Regions from separate parts of the Ovis aries genome. Here all the other regions are linked to region 1. A link is a contact called in public Hi-C data. All regions are on one chromosome and are shown on one strand. Each heading gives the region's core, a stretch centred on a gene start, on an enhancer-like site or on the middle of the called end of the contact. The rest is flanking DNA. Distances are from core to core; before and after follow the strand shown. Region 1 has its middle 480 kb from the start of PPP2R3A. Region 2 holds the start of EPHB1 (EPH receptor B1). Region 3 overlaps KY (kyphoscoliosis peptidase).

Region 1 (4,749 bases), core at 619-3,118:
CCATTATCCCTTACCACTGCAAAGGGGGTTGGCTTGAAAATCAAGACACTTCTAGCTATGAGAGAGTGAGGTAATTTTGGTGAGTTTAAGTTCCTACCCTGGATCTCTGTCTTTTGTTCTATGAAATCAGGGATAGAACAAAATTATGTTCTAGCAAAACATCCTATGGCTACCCCTACTGTGTTTGAGGTATGGGTGCTGACTGGCCTCTGGTCCGCTCTTCTTTGCATTCATCATATCTATGTCTAATGCTCAAGGGAGCACTCTCAAGGAGCTAGAGTTCAGGAAGAGGTTGTTTCCCCACCCTCACCCCCACCCCAAACCCAGTGAACCAAATCCACCGGCTGAAATCAGAACAGTCTCTACGCCCAACTCCATCAAGCATTGCCCTGTGGGCTATCGGTTTCCTCAACAGGAGTCAGGCGGATGAGAAAGAGCTCCTGGGAGGTGGACAGGACTGCTTTGGGGATTCTCCAGGCAGTGCCTAGTACATTATGGGTCCTCAGTTAATATTCATTGAAGTTTCATTGAGGTTTGATGAGATGGATGAACCATACAATATGTCAATAAAGTTAAGTATTACCCTAACCACATTCTTAAAGTTATTAAAAATGTCAAGAGCAGGGTGATTTATTTGCTCAGTCTATGGAAATATTGCAAAGACAGTATGTATAAAAATGTTCGGTGCTTAAATGATAATGATTTATCTTTCTGGCTCCATCTCAAACTTAGTGTCAGTGACTATTTCTGATGTTGCTTGTCTCTTCTAGGTCTTTGGCCTTTTGACACCATTTTTGGCTCTAAGAGGGATGGGAGATTGTAGGACAGGATGGAGGTTCAGGAGCTGATGCAAATTCCTTCCCCAGCCGTCTCCCATCTGTGGATGATGCCAGGCAGCTGCCTCAGGGTGACCTTTCACATTTGACATCATGGCCCCTGGGTACATAATAGGCACTTCAGCAGGGAGATAACAAAGTTGTTGCCGGGATCTGACACCCGAAAAATGTGGTTCTTGATCTGAAATAGCATGTCTCCTGAGAGAATTATAAGCAATAGCAACTGTGGTAGTTCAGGAAGGAGTGAGAATCAGAGTTACTTGCTTTGGGAGAATGTGTTCACGTTGTATCACTTGCATTTGACTTGCAGCACAACCTGCTGCGGAGTAAAGCTCCTGGCAGCGCCAGCTTTAGGATTTGTCATCCTGAGTCTCGGGCTTCCCTGGTGACTCAGATGGTAAAGAATCTGCCTGCAATGCTGGAGACCTGGGTTTGATCCCTGGGTCGGGGAGAAGGGAATGGCAACCCACTCCAGTGTTCTTGCCTGGAGAATTCCACTGACAGAGGAGCCTGGTGGACTACAGTCCATGGGATTGCAGAGTCGGATATGACTGAGCGACTTTCACTTGCATCCTGGGTCTCAGCCATAACTTCTCCAAGGCGTGGAGAGACCCTGGAGTCTCAAGGTGGGTGTTCGAGCTTCTAAGACGGCACATTTCACAGGACACGTCTGCACAAACAGCTTCACACAGCCATGTCCAAACACCCTGTACAGACACACGCTCAGTAAAAAAATGATCTTGAGGCTTTGTATTAACTATGTGATTAAAAACCACGTGAAAAATGACAACAGTTAGAACAAAAATCAGCCTTGCAAGCTCCTGTGTTGCTCTGGCAAAGCCCCTATCCCCTCCACCCTCTCCAGCTGTGCTCAGGTGCCCACCCTCTCAGGAGCGCCCCTCTTAGACATACTGCAGGGGTGGGGCTTTGTGTGGGAGAACCCCCTCCGAGCCTTCCTCTAGCCCTACATTCTTAGGACCATCCCAGCGCTCCGTACCGTTCTCAGCCTCTGGGGGGCACCAGAGCTTGCGCATAGCAAGGTGGATGCATCCCAAGACAAAAGAGGAGGATTTTGGCTGCCAATCTGTCTGAACATTGTGTAAGGTCTGTCTTGAAGCAGAGGAGGCCATATACAGACTCGAATTGGGGTGCGCACTGTTCTGGCTGTTGCGACACAACGGGGCTGGGGTCTGAGAGTGGTCCACACTCCCAGGTGATGGAAAGCCAGATTCTGGTACCTTCTGAATCTGAATCCAGCCTGGGGGCCAGTGGCTGGGAGAAGAGGTCCCCCCGGAATAAGGCCTCGCAGGACAGGAGGCTTCCTTCACCCTTGCCCCATGCTGCCCTCTCGGGAGCCGCATTCATCCAAGAAACAAAAGATGCCAGAGACACAAGGCAAGTGAGGCTGGTAGGGGGAAAGGAGCAGGAAGAGAGAAAGAGAACACGAGCTGGGGGCAAAATCAGAACAAGGCGGAGGAAAGCTAATGTATGGTGATTGTTCTAACCAGTGTTATGGGTTTTGGAGCAAAACAATTTGTAGGAAGCAAACTTCCCAAATGTGAGTACTTAATAAAGAAGAAAACAGAAGGATTGATAATGGGAATTAGGCTAATGAATAAACAAGCTGCTTAAAAAATGGGCTCCTCTAGCAGTCCGTTATTTTTAACTTAGTGGCAATTTGCATACTAGTTAATTTGCATATATTAAATACTGTTCCCCTTCTCCTCCTTCCCACCTCCTCCACTTCAGAATAACATTTCATTACGGTGCTGCTGGGCCCGAGGACTTGGAGGCTCTGGAGAGTTTATTAATTTATCCAACACATGCTGTGTACATTTTTATCACTTGCTGCACAGTGGACCCAGTATCTTTGAAGTCATTAACAACACAAGGGGTGTTCTGCTCGAGGTATTCAAAGGAGAGTGAGAAAAGTCAGCCTGAAAAAATGTACCCCAAACCAGGAAGAGATCATGTTTGGTTTATGTTCTTTCTAGGAAGACAAAAATGAGCAATGGATGACTCTCTCATCTGCATCAGGGAACCTCTGTTTTGTTTAATTTTTTTTGAATTTTGAAGTGAAATAGAACTGATTCCCAGTGGGGCACAGATGCCCAAAAGGAACTAGCCATACACGACATTTCTCCTTTTGCTGCTCATGAGGGAAGGAGGAGGAGATCATGGCTCTTTGGGAGCTCCCTTGCTGCTGACGGGGATGATGAACCAGGAGGCGAGTTGGGCAGGCCCCCTCCTCTGAGCTTCCTGGACTCATCTCCTCTGCACTGCCCTCTCCCAGGGAGCCCTCCCTCCACTGCCCCTTCCCTTCCTGCCTTCTAACTGCTGAGAACTTGCTTGAGCTTCTGGTGGCTTAGTTAGTTGCTCTGTAGAGGATCCTGGCATCACCCATGGGACCAGAAGAAAGCTACCATGCCTACAAGGGAACTTTTAGAAACTGTCTGGATCCAACCCACTTGGATTAACCCTGTTGTCATTTTCCAGTGTCATCCTATTAGTTTGGCTATTAGACTCCCTTTCTATTGTCCCAGTTGCTTAAGCTGAAGAGAAGCCTGTGTATTTGCCGAGAGCTTGTAGAGTTTTCCCCAGGTGCAGATGCAAATTTAAATTAAAATAACTAATTTATTCAGTCATTCACTCATCAATTATTTATTGTCTACTATGTGCCAGACATTCTAGGCACCAGAGAAGTGGAACTTACATTCTAGTGGGCAGAGACAGGCAATAAACATATAAATGATAACTAAATGATACTACCCAGGTTATAAACACTAAAGAGAAGAATAGGGAGAATGATGGGGTAGCAAGTGACATGAGGAAGGCACATTACCTAGGCTCATTAAGGATGCTGATCTTTGAGCTATGACTAGAGGGAGGCAGGATTCATTCAGGGTCTCGCGGCCATCTCGGTGCTTGGCTTGGCCCTAGATGAGTTTTTGGCCTAGTGACTTTGCACTTGGCTAAAATAATCTGCCCGTCCCAGTGTTCTTATTACCACTTGGTCTCACGGTGTGGCTTGCATTCTAGGCTTGGTGAGGCAGCAGCCTTGAAAGTTCACGCCATTCAGGTAGGTTCAGATTCTGTCTCCAGGAACTAACTTCTTTGGAGGAAATGGCGATGAAACGTCTCAGGCACTCTGGGTTTGAATCTCACTAGGTTTGTGACTTCGGGTAAGAGACCTAACCTCCTTGCACTGTAGTTTCCCAATCTGCAAAGTGGGTATAATAAATGGAAAAGGCCTGGCATGAAGTTTCAACAAATGTTCCCAAGCTTTATTGCGCAGAAAATACAGACTTTCCTCACTCCATTACCCCAGAGGATAAGGATTAATCCATGAATGGAAAGTGTGAAGGCTTTTTATGTGAGGCACTAAATGTATAGAGAGTAGAAAATCATCCCAGAGTAGTTTCTGTATGGAAACTACAAGCTATATAAGTCCTGTACAGCTTGTAGTTTCTAAGTTCCCGTGGCTTGAGTCAAGAAATCAGGCAACCTTGGGTTTGAAATCCAGCTCCACTATCTAACTAACAGTATTTTCCCTAAGCAAGTTACTTAATCTGATTATGACTCCTTTTGCTCATTTATAATATGGGGATAATAATAATGTCTACTTATAGGGCTGTTATAAGGATTAATGAGACAAAGTCTGTAAAGTGTGTAACACATAAAACGTTAGCTGATATATTTAATATTATTTCACTGACCTGGTCTGTGGCAGTAAGTAGTTTGATCCTCTTGATTAACAAGATATTGTTACATTCTTCACATATTTTATTGACTGGGTATTTTGGGGGCCAAATTATTCTCAAACTGACTGCCCCACTGCTACTTCAGTGTAATTTTCTCCATCACCAAAACCTTTACCCCAGTCAAAGTCACCATCATGTCTCCCTGGAGAACT
Region 2 (4,447 bases), core at 1,116-3,615, 740 kb after region 1:
CGGATACACGGGGCTGGGTACCGGCACCACAGCACCCCTCCTTGGGGCCGCTCCAGTAGAGAGGGTCTAGGGAGGAACCAGCGCGCCGCCAGACGCCTGGGGACTTCCCATACATTTGCTCCCCAATTTCGCTCGAATACAAAATTGCAAGTGCCCTCCTTCAACGTGGAAACCCAACCCTGAAACCAGGTTCCTAAAGTGGGCACCTATCTGCTCTCCGAGACCGAGCCGCTGACCCTTCAGCGGACGCCAAGAGAGGCGGGCAGGATGCGCCGCCCCAGCGCTAGAGAGTCCAGTGTGCCCTCGACCATTGCAAATGCCCGCTCTCCCAGGTCGTCCTGACCGCTTTGGAAGTGTGCCTCGCCCACCCGGCCCTAACTCAGCCGCTCCCGCGCTTGTCCCTCAAGAAGACAAACCAGAGCAGCCCTTGCGCGGGGCGTTGATGGCGCCCCACAATGCTCCAGTCCCTGCACGACCCCAAAAGCAACCCACAAGCACAAAGACCCAGCAGCCGGAAAGGGCAGAGGCACGCGCAGGGCAGACAAAAAACCACCTTCAGAAAAGCAAGCGAGCTTTCCAGGCGTTAATCGCCGCACCCCCGCGCCGCCACCAGAATGAACGCGGGATGTAGTGGTCTTCACCACCAGGCCGGGGAATCCTAGCCCCGCCGGGGGCCAAAAGGCCCCAGTTTCGCTTGGAGAAGGGCAGCGCTTTCCGGAGGGGTCGGGGCGCTGAACCACGGGGCTGTGGGGCGGGTGGAGGGTTCCGCTGGGCAACCAGTAGCAGCAGAACAAGGACCCGGGTAGCCCAGCGGAGCGAGCTCCCAGCTCTGCAGGCGGCGCCGGCGCCGGGGGCCGCGCGCGAAATCCTTCGAAGGAGTTTCACCCGCGCCGGACACGGGGACTGCGAGCGGGGCTGAGGTGCGCATTTTCCCGAGTTGCTTTCATCCCGGCACTAAACTCCGCTCCAGGCCGGGCTGTGTTTCCGGAGGTGGGTGCGACTGCCGCTCAGCTGCGAGGAATGGGGCGGGAGAAGAGGGCGGGTGGCGGGAGGCGGGAGCGGGGCAGGGATTTCCCACAGGGATTCGCGGGCGCCGCCGAGCGCGGAGCTCCCTGCTGCGCCAGGCGCGGTGCCCGCCGAGCGCGCCTTCCCCGCCGCGGCGGCGGCGGAGGCACAGTCAAGGCTGAAGTAGCCGGGAGAGCAATGCTGCGAATAGGTTACCTTTCCCAGCCAAGGGGGAGACTGGGCGACTTTCGGCAGGACCAATCACCCACCCTACCCCACCCTCGTTTTCAGGTGCAAGAGGCCACAAAGGTGTCCACTTCTCCCCGACTGACTCGGAAAGAATGCAGCCCGTAGGCTCCCGGACCACCAAGCTGTCCCCGAGAGTCGGGCCATCTAACTCAGCCCCTATCATTCGGCAGCGACTTGCAGGGTACCAGGGCAGAGCATCTCCGGTCCCCGCGCGCAGCGCCAGCCTGCCGAGCCGAGTCCCGGAGCCTGCGGACCCGGAGCGGGGGAAAAGGAGAGGTGGCGCGCGGCAGCCTAAGGGCATCGGTGCCCGGGATAGGAAGGGAGCGGACAGACGCCCGCACTCCAGCGGCGGGACGGCCAGAGGCGCCCCTTCTTCCCCAACGCCCAGTTGCGCCGGAGCTCAGGAGCCTGCACCGCAATGCAGCGGGCTCCGTGCTCCCCGAGGCTGCGGGCGACCAGGGCTGCTAGGGAGCGCGGGAGCCAGGGGGCTCCGCGAACCAGCTGCGGGTGCCGAGAGCCAGCCGGGGGCGCGCGGGTGGGTGCCGCCCCAGCCCCGCGCTCGGTCGTGGCCGACGCTCTCCCACAACCCGGCCCTCGGGTCTCGGGATGAGGGCGACGCGTAGCAGCCAGAGAAGCCCCGGGGATACAGCCGTCAACTTGCTCCGCGGAGGCTACGTTACCTTCCATTGCGGCCACTGCGGATGCCAGGAGGAGCAGCAGCAGGAAATCCAGGGCCATCGCCGGCCGGCGGCCCCCAGGCCGAGCCCGAGCCGAGGCGGCCGCGCGGGGAGGGCGCCGCGTCCCGGGGCGCCGCTGCGCTCCCCGCCGGTGGCTTCTCCGTATCCTTTCGCGCTCGGGCCGGGACCGGACTTCCCGGAGCGCGGCGTGGGCGTGGGCGGGAGTGTGCGCGCGTGGGGCGGTGCGGGCGCGCGTGGTTGTGGGTGTGCATGTGTGTGTGTGTGTTTATGGGAGAGGTGGGTGTGTGCGTGCCTGTGTGTAAGAGAGAGAGGGCGAGGGAGTGCGAGCCGGGTAGAGCGCGCGAGTGCGTGTGCGTCCTGGTGTCACATTGCGAGCTACAGCCGAGCCTACGAGAGGACGGAGCCGGCCAGACTGAAGGGGGAGGGAGCGGGATCCCCCACCACCAGCTCTCTCCCCACCCCTAACACCTCCTGTCCAATCAAGGAATCAAACCTGCAAAATTCCCCCATCCAATCAGGCACGAGCACCTCCTTACACTGGCATTGTTAGTTTAAGAAAAACTTTTGCTTGCAAGGCTGTGCGGGAGGGCTCGGAAGGCGCTAGGAGGGGTCGGGGCTCCCCCTGGTGGTGCTCTCGGAGAACCGCACAGGCCGGCCCTAGCTCTCCACGCCCTGATTTAGGGGGCCAAGGGAAGGAACGGACCCAGGCCCTTCCCTTTACAGCCCACCAGGTTTAGGTGAGCTTTAAATAATCAAATTTTTCTTCTTTCATCTTCTCAGCAAGACTACGCTGACTACCCTGTTTAATGCAAGCCCAATGGTACACCTTATTCCTCCTGTCCATAGCACTTCACCTAACATGTGGTTTTATAGCTATCCTGTTTATTGTGGGTCTCTCCTTACTAGAATGGGGTCTTCATTCCTGGGATTCGTGTGTGCTTTGTTCACTGCAGAATAGCCAGTGCCTAGAACAGTGCCTGGCCCGTCGAAGGTCATGGCGTGCATCTGCTGACTGAATGAATGAGGTTCAGAGAATCTGGGGGCATCAGCCCAGTGTGCAGAGCAAGGGATATGCTTCCTATCCAGCTCCCTGCTGCTCTCCTCCCCAAGAAGCCCCCGACTTCTCACTTCCCCATGTGTTCTGTGAACGTCCGCTGAGGGCCCCAATCCCAGAAAACAGGTCAGGTGGGAATGACCAGCGGTCACATAACCCCCTAGAGGGGCGTAATGCAATAGGGACAGTGGAGAGCTCTGCAAGGAAGTGGGCAGGGGAAGGCCCCCGTACTGTGGGGGAAGGACTACAAGGACTGCAGAGGGGGACCGGGCATTGGAGGCAGGAGTGATTCTCCCTAGCCCAGCTTCCCCAGCTCTGCTTTCTTTAGCCAGACGGCTTAAGATCAAGGACCTGCCCCGAGGCTGTAACGCTATGCGGGAGAAGCGTCCTCACTGTACCGCCCCCCCGCCCCCGCCCCCGTCTCCAAACCTGCTGATGGTCTCCTCCTTTAGGATCAGCGACGACCCGTTAGGCCACCCCTCCCCACGACAGTCACCTCTTTCCCACCAAGCCTTTCCCAGATTTGTCAATGACTTGACAGTGGGCAAATGTGATGGCCTCGTCCATGCTCCCTGCTCTCCTCTTAACAGCGTTGCCAAACCAAGCTCCCACCCTGAAATGTTCAGTCTCTCCTCTGCTTGGGACTGCTCCTATTCAGTCAGTCCTAGCCAGACTCCTATCTCCATTCTGACATTGTTTTGCTTCCCCTCTCTAACTCAGGCTACCTCCCTCTCCACCACCCTCCATCCCAGCTGCCTCAGCATTGGCCTTCACTCCCTCCTCCTCCTCAACACAGTGCCAGCTGCCCTCTGCCCCATCACACTGCACCAGGTACATCCCAACGACTCTGAAGCCATCATCCCAGGAAGAATGTGCTCCCATTACCCATAGCCCTCCTAAGCCTTCAGCACTCCTGACGTTAAGGACCAGTTCTCCTGGAGCTCTTGCCTCAGTTTCCATGGTGCCCACTTTCCTCCTACCCGTCTTAGCACTTCTTACTGTTCCCTTTTCAGTTGTGAAGGAGGTTCCCCGACCAGGCTCCGTCCTTGGAACCTCTGCTTGCTGAGTTCCTCGGCAGCTTCACCTGTTCTGTCTCCAGCCCTCCCGCTATGGATGAACAGATAGATGAGTCTCAGATTCCTTTCTGTCCTTTGTTACACCACAGTCTTAGGAGAGACATATCAGGCAGAGTCCCCTCTGCCACAGCTTGCTCCCTTGTCCCAAGCTCATGAGCCTGTCCTAGGGCCAGCCTAATGCCTTGGCCACCCAGCTTCCAACCCCTCCCTTCCCTAATCCTTCTGCTGCCAAACCAGTCCTCCTCCAGCCAAGCTTGATCTTATCTCTTCTCAGTACAGAAACCTAATGGCTCCTCATTGTCTGCTAAAGAAAGACGGACCACTTTGGGCTGGCATCCAGACTCCTCCACAAGCTCCCTGGAACC
Region 3 (4,809 bases), core at 1,407-3,906, 940 kb after region 1:
CCATTCCGGAAGCACGGCCTGGAGTGGAGGGTGGAGGTGGGGGTGCGGGAGGACCCGCAAGGAAGCGCTTCTGTCCCTGGAGCACAGTCTCCAGGAGGGAAGCATCCAACGAGTTGTTAAGGTGATTGTTGACATGCCAGCTGTGAAGGGAGCAGGGTGAAGCAGGCCTTGAGACTGGAGGCAGAGTCAGAGATGGCTTTCCAACCAGGGTCTTGGCCCTCCGTGCCCCTCAGCCCTCTCCCCTGCCCTGGAATCAGGTTAAGCCCCCTGGCAACATTCACCTGATGTGAATCAAATGGGCAAGGCAACACATATGACTGGGGGCAAATTTTTCTTGAGACCCACCACCCCCAGCTTGCGGTTCTTGAAGAGAACCGCCCAGAGGGGTGAGAACCCCTCCAGAGGCGTGCTGCCACCGGCTTATATAATGTTCAGTGAGGTCATGCTGGTGGCTTAAAATGACTGGGTGAAGGTATTCCCACCAGGGAAATGGGCAGACGCTGTAAGTCAGGGTTCCCCACCCAGAGATCCTATTGTTACACGGTTACCAGCATGTCAGCACAGGTCAGGCTCCTCTCACCTGATCCTGGCTCTCCCCACAGTGAATGGAAAGGCCACGGTCACCATCGAGAGCTGTGCTCCGACGCTGTTCATGTTCATGCTCAATGGCAAGCAGGAGCACGGGCTGCTGAGCCTCCGGAAGAATGGGATGAAGCTGGATGTGTACCCCCCGACCGCGGGCACCTACAAGCTGCAGATCTTTGCCAAGGGCAACTCGGAGATCTACAGCTCCGTGCTGGAGTACACGCTCAAGTGCCACTGTGCAGACATGGACGTCCGGTTGCCGGCTGAGCTGCACCAGCCCGTGGGCCCCAGCTGGTTCTCGGAGCAGATGGGCATCACCAAGCCGTCCCACCCCGAGCCCGTCATCTATACCAGCGACGGGCGCTGCTCCGTCAGCTTCGGTGTGGAGGAGGGCATCAGCGTCCTGGCTTCGCTGCACGGAGACGATGGCCCCGTCACCGAAGAGACCCAGCGACGCTACATCTTCCAGCTGCACCGGGAGAAGCAGACGGAGCTGAAGGTTCAGCTGCCCCACGCCGGCAAGTTTGCACTCAAGATCTTCGTCAAGAAGAGGCAGGAACCAGGCAACTACCTCTTCGTCTTCAATTACCTCATCTGCTGTACCAACACCAAGGTGAACTGGCCCGTGTTCCCCGAGAGCTTTGGCAACTGGGGGGTGGACAATGAGCTGCTGGAGCCACTGTCGGGCGTGCTGCCCGCCAACCGCAATGTCCCGTTCAAACTGAAGCTGCACGGCGTCGCCAAAGCCCTGGTGAAGGGGCAGGACACGTGGCCGCTGACCCTGAGCCCCGAGGGCTACTGGGAGGGCAGCTGCAGCACCGCAGGCTGCCGGGAGGTGTACGTCATGGTGCTGGAGAATGCCAACCACAGCTTCTACTCCTACATCCTCAAGTACCAGGTCAACGCCCAGTGAGGGCCACCTGCCACCCCCACCCCTGCCGGGCCACGCACAGAGCCCGGACACCACTGAGTCTGCATGGAATCCCTTCTGGACCTCTGCCTCGTGTTCCTGCTCTGCCGGAGGCTGCGATGTCAGTGGCCAAGGGGACAGAGGCAAAGGCCCTTTAGACGACAAAGGTGCTATGTAAATCCAGGGTATTGTAACTGTGTTCACTGCCCAGACACCCGCCTTCTCATGCTAACGCTGTCCTTGTTCTCAGGCTGGTGCGGGGAAGCAGGACTGCTGCCCGGGGCCAAACACGTTCCCGCGATGGGGAGAGAGAAGCGGGCGTGGTCCACGGGGCTGAGTCACCCTGAATGCTCAAGCCCCTTCCCAGCAGCTGCACAGAGCTTCTCACCAACTCTAGGACCCCAGGGGAGGTCAGACTGTCGTCTTCTTTCCAGACCTGACCATCTCCTGCATTCCCGATGCCGCTTCTTATTCTTCCAGGTCCTGAGAAGGAAGGTGCAGAGAGGAAGCTCACTGCCCCCCAACTAGCCCGGGGCCTGAGGGCCTCCACAATCCCTGTATGTGCCTGAAATGTGGCACCAGAAAGGTCATGGGAGACTTCAGGGCCGAGAGCAGCCAGTGCCTGCTCTTTTTCTGGGTGGGGGCCAGAGAGGCAGGGATGTATGGCAGTCCAGCCACCCTAGTCTCAGAATGTAAGACCCCTGACTCTGCTCTCAGAGAGATTAATTCCGTCTACTTGGTCTATTAGCAGTTCACTCAGCTCCTGCAAGCCCTCTAAGAGCCTGTGCCTCAGGCCCCAACCTGAAACCCACACTGGGAACCCCAGGAGGCTTCTGGGCCCTTAGAGACCCCTGGCAATAACCCTCAATAAAGACTTCAGGTAAAGCAGTAAGAACACTGCAGCGCTGGGGGCCCCCACAATAGCAGGGTCCCACCAGCCCCAAGATCTCTACCACCAAGGTCACACCTGGGGGACCTCGACCTGCCCTGGGAGCAGTTTCTATCCCATGTCCCTTCCTTCCTCTCAAGAGAGACCCCCAGGGTCGACCTTCTGTAGGGACCGTCCAGAGCTCCTTGTTTGCTCAGGCCTGAGAAGTCTCGCCTGCCCAGCCGGCCCTTAGCAGCACCTCAGGCCAGTGTTGCCATGGCAACAGCAGAAAGACTGGCTCCAATGAGGGCAGCAGGAGGGAAGGATGGAGAGGCCCTGCGAGGCCCTGCATGGCCGCTGCAGCACCATCCCAGCACGTGGAGAGGTTGGAGGTGGCCTCACCTGCCCTCCTGACTCCTTCAGCTCTGCAGCCCTGCCTGCCAGGGCCTGGGCCTGGAAGGGCCAGCGCTGCCTAGCACTCCCCTCCCTGCACTGCCGCTCCGGATGCCCTGGGCTGGCTACAGCCAAAGCTGCTGGGGATCCTCACGGCGCCCTTGCCTTCATCCTCACATTTGTGTATTCAACAAATGTTCGTGGAGCACTTAACCAGGTACTGTATCAGCTGATCCTTCGTTCTGGGGCTGCAGCACTGCCCCAGCCATCCCAGAGCAAAGGCTCTGCTGCCCTTGCCCAAGCTTGTTTCAAATTCCAGGCTCCCAACACTCCAGTCCATCTTCTCCCTAAGGTCCCACCCCACAAAGATCCCCACCACCCCCAGCATGAACCCGGTCCAGAGGAATGTCTCAGGGGGCCCATCCTCCACCAGGCTGGGGGTCCTGGAACACAAGGGCAGTACACCACGGTGGGCTGAGCTGCCCTGGCCTGTGTCCAGCGTCCTCTGGCAGGCTCTGCCACCCAGGCATTCAGCACTGTGTCACTCACGCCTGGAAAATGCACAAAGGCTGCAGAGGCAGAACTGCTGTGCACCACAACAGGGAAACAAGAGGAGTTTTTACACCCTGGAAACAGCCTTTTCTCACCCCTTTGATTTTATGGGCTGAAAGAAATGCGCTGTGTTTCATCAAAATAATAAGTGCCTTCTGTGACTCATGTCACTCACTGGACCCAGAGCTGGCTGCTAGTCCTGCTGGGAACAACTTGCATCCTCTACAAAACAATATAATTAGTCTATACATTCTGGAGCACACAAAGGATGCCACCCAGCAAAATAGGAGCTGTCCCAAGCAGGAGACGGTGGCCCAGCCTCTCCAAGAGCCTGGGAGCATCAGCAACTCCTCCCTGCTCATTTAACCAGGCGCCCCCCGCTCCTTGTAAAGACAGCTGTAGGCACAGACAACACCTGCATTTCTTTCCACTGAAGTAAAAATACATGAAATGAAATCCAATCTTCATGAATTTTTACACGCATGCTGCTCAGGGTAGAATTCGGGGTTGTATTTTGAAGTCTTTTATTCAAATCCCCATCTTTGTTTCCCGATCGAGGCGTTCTAGCGGCCAGTGGAATGGCACGGGCGTCCCCTGCTGTCCGATATGCAGAGCTGCAGGTGCTGCAAACTCCCGCGAGGCTGGGGGTTTTATGCAGCATTTGAAAAAATACGGCCGGGATGTTTATATTAAATTCACTGAGTGCCTTCTCGTGGCTTCTCAGAGTTTTCTCATGTATACGTGGAGCACGTCGTTCCCACACAAGCTGTGAGGCGAGGCAAGGAACTTCCTGGCATGGTGCCAAGACGAGAACGTGATAAAGGTTTGGGAATATTTTACCCGGAAATCGGGTAGAAGTGGATGGGACAGTTTGACCACATTCATTAGTAAGTCAGTGAAAAACTGGAACTGACCGAACTCAGAAAGCTTTTGCTGCAAGGCTCAGGATGGCAGCCCTGAAGCTACAGAAGGGCATAGAGGGTCGGGTAGGGTGGGAGAGTGGGACGAGGCAAACGGGCGAAAACCACAACTGCAATTAACTTCTGTTCAACCTGTTTTGGAAGTGCCACCAGCGCAGCTGGACTCTGCCTCCAATCTGATTGTGATCATGTGTGTTCCCCATATGTTACATTGTCCCACCAGGACAAACCCCTGACAGCCTGCTGAGATTAAGAGGAAATAAATAGATTAGCTGAAGCATGAAGGATTGGGGCTAGACATAAGGAAGTATTTCCTGTTGTTAAGCAGGAGGGACAAGTTGCCAAGAAAGTTTGTGAAATCCTCTTCTCAAAGGACTGGAAAAGTAGAAAAAATTTCTCAGTGGTCTTGGGTCTTTGCTGCCATGCTAACCAGTTCTTTCCAAACCAGTTTAATTCTTGAAATTCACTGGATTACCCACAGCAAACGGGGGACCGAATAGCGTGGTAGCGTCCTTTGCTGTTGGCAAAGCTTTCAGAGGTGAGAGGTGGTGAGCATCTGCGTCCCCCGTCAGTTTCTCTGA

Evidence for each region. Hi-C and Micro-C count contacts between places; a contact is called where the count stands out from the background.
Region 2: a contact with region 1 is called in a Hi-C map of hypothalamus, with 8 times the contacts expected there. The contact joins the promoter of EPHB1 here to the enhancer-like site in region 1. A contact is called at or near these places in 4 of 16 Hi-C or Micro-C datasets (hypothalamus, liver, muscle and 1 more).
Region 3: a Hi-C map of hypothalamus shows a contact between it and region 1, with 7 times the contacts expected there. The contact joins two enhancer-like sites. A contact is called at or near these places in 2 of 16 Hi-C or Micro-C datasets (hypothalamus and tail adipose tissue).

What each region holds. Positions count from the first base shown.
Region 1 is chr1:254,449,898-254,454,646 of ARS-UI_Ramb_v3.0, forward strand. No RefSeq gene overlaps it. Among named protein-coding and RNA genes, the nearest start is that of PPP2R3A, 480 kb to the left of the region's middle. Within about 2 kb of position 1,869, at least 2 of the 54 cell types and tissues checked have an H3K27ac peak or open chromatin away from gene starts, as enhancers often do. A contact at or near this core is called in hypothalamus, where this site is marked.
Region 2 is chr1:255,193,029-255,197,475 of ARS-UI_Ramb_v3.0, forward strand. EPHB1 (EPH receptor B1) reads right to left here and starts at 2,366. Exons shown (of 16, transcript XM_027960197.2): 1 at 1,935-2,366. The coding sequence starts at 1,992. It overlaps LOC105604319 (a long non-coding RNA gene), which reads left to right and starts at 2,045. Exons shown (of 4, transcript XR_006057184.2): 1 at 2,045-4,447.
Region 3 is chr1:255,393,280-255,398,088 of ARS-UI_Ramb_v3.0, forward strand. KY (kyphoscoliosis peptidase) reads left to right here. Exons shown (of 10, transcript XM_027960214.3): 10 at 603-4,809. The coding sequence ends at 1,498. Among named protein-coding and RNA genes, the nearest start is that of KY, 47 kb to the left of the region's middle. Within about 2 kb of position 2,657, at least 6 of the 54 cell types and tissues checked have an H3K27ac peak or open chromatin away from gene starts, as enhancers often do. A contact at or near this core is called in hypothalamus, where this site is marked.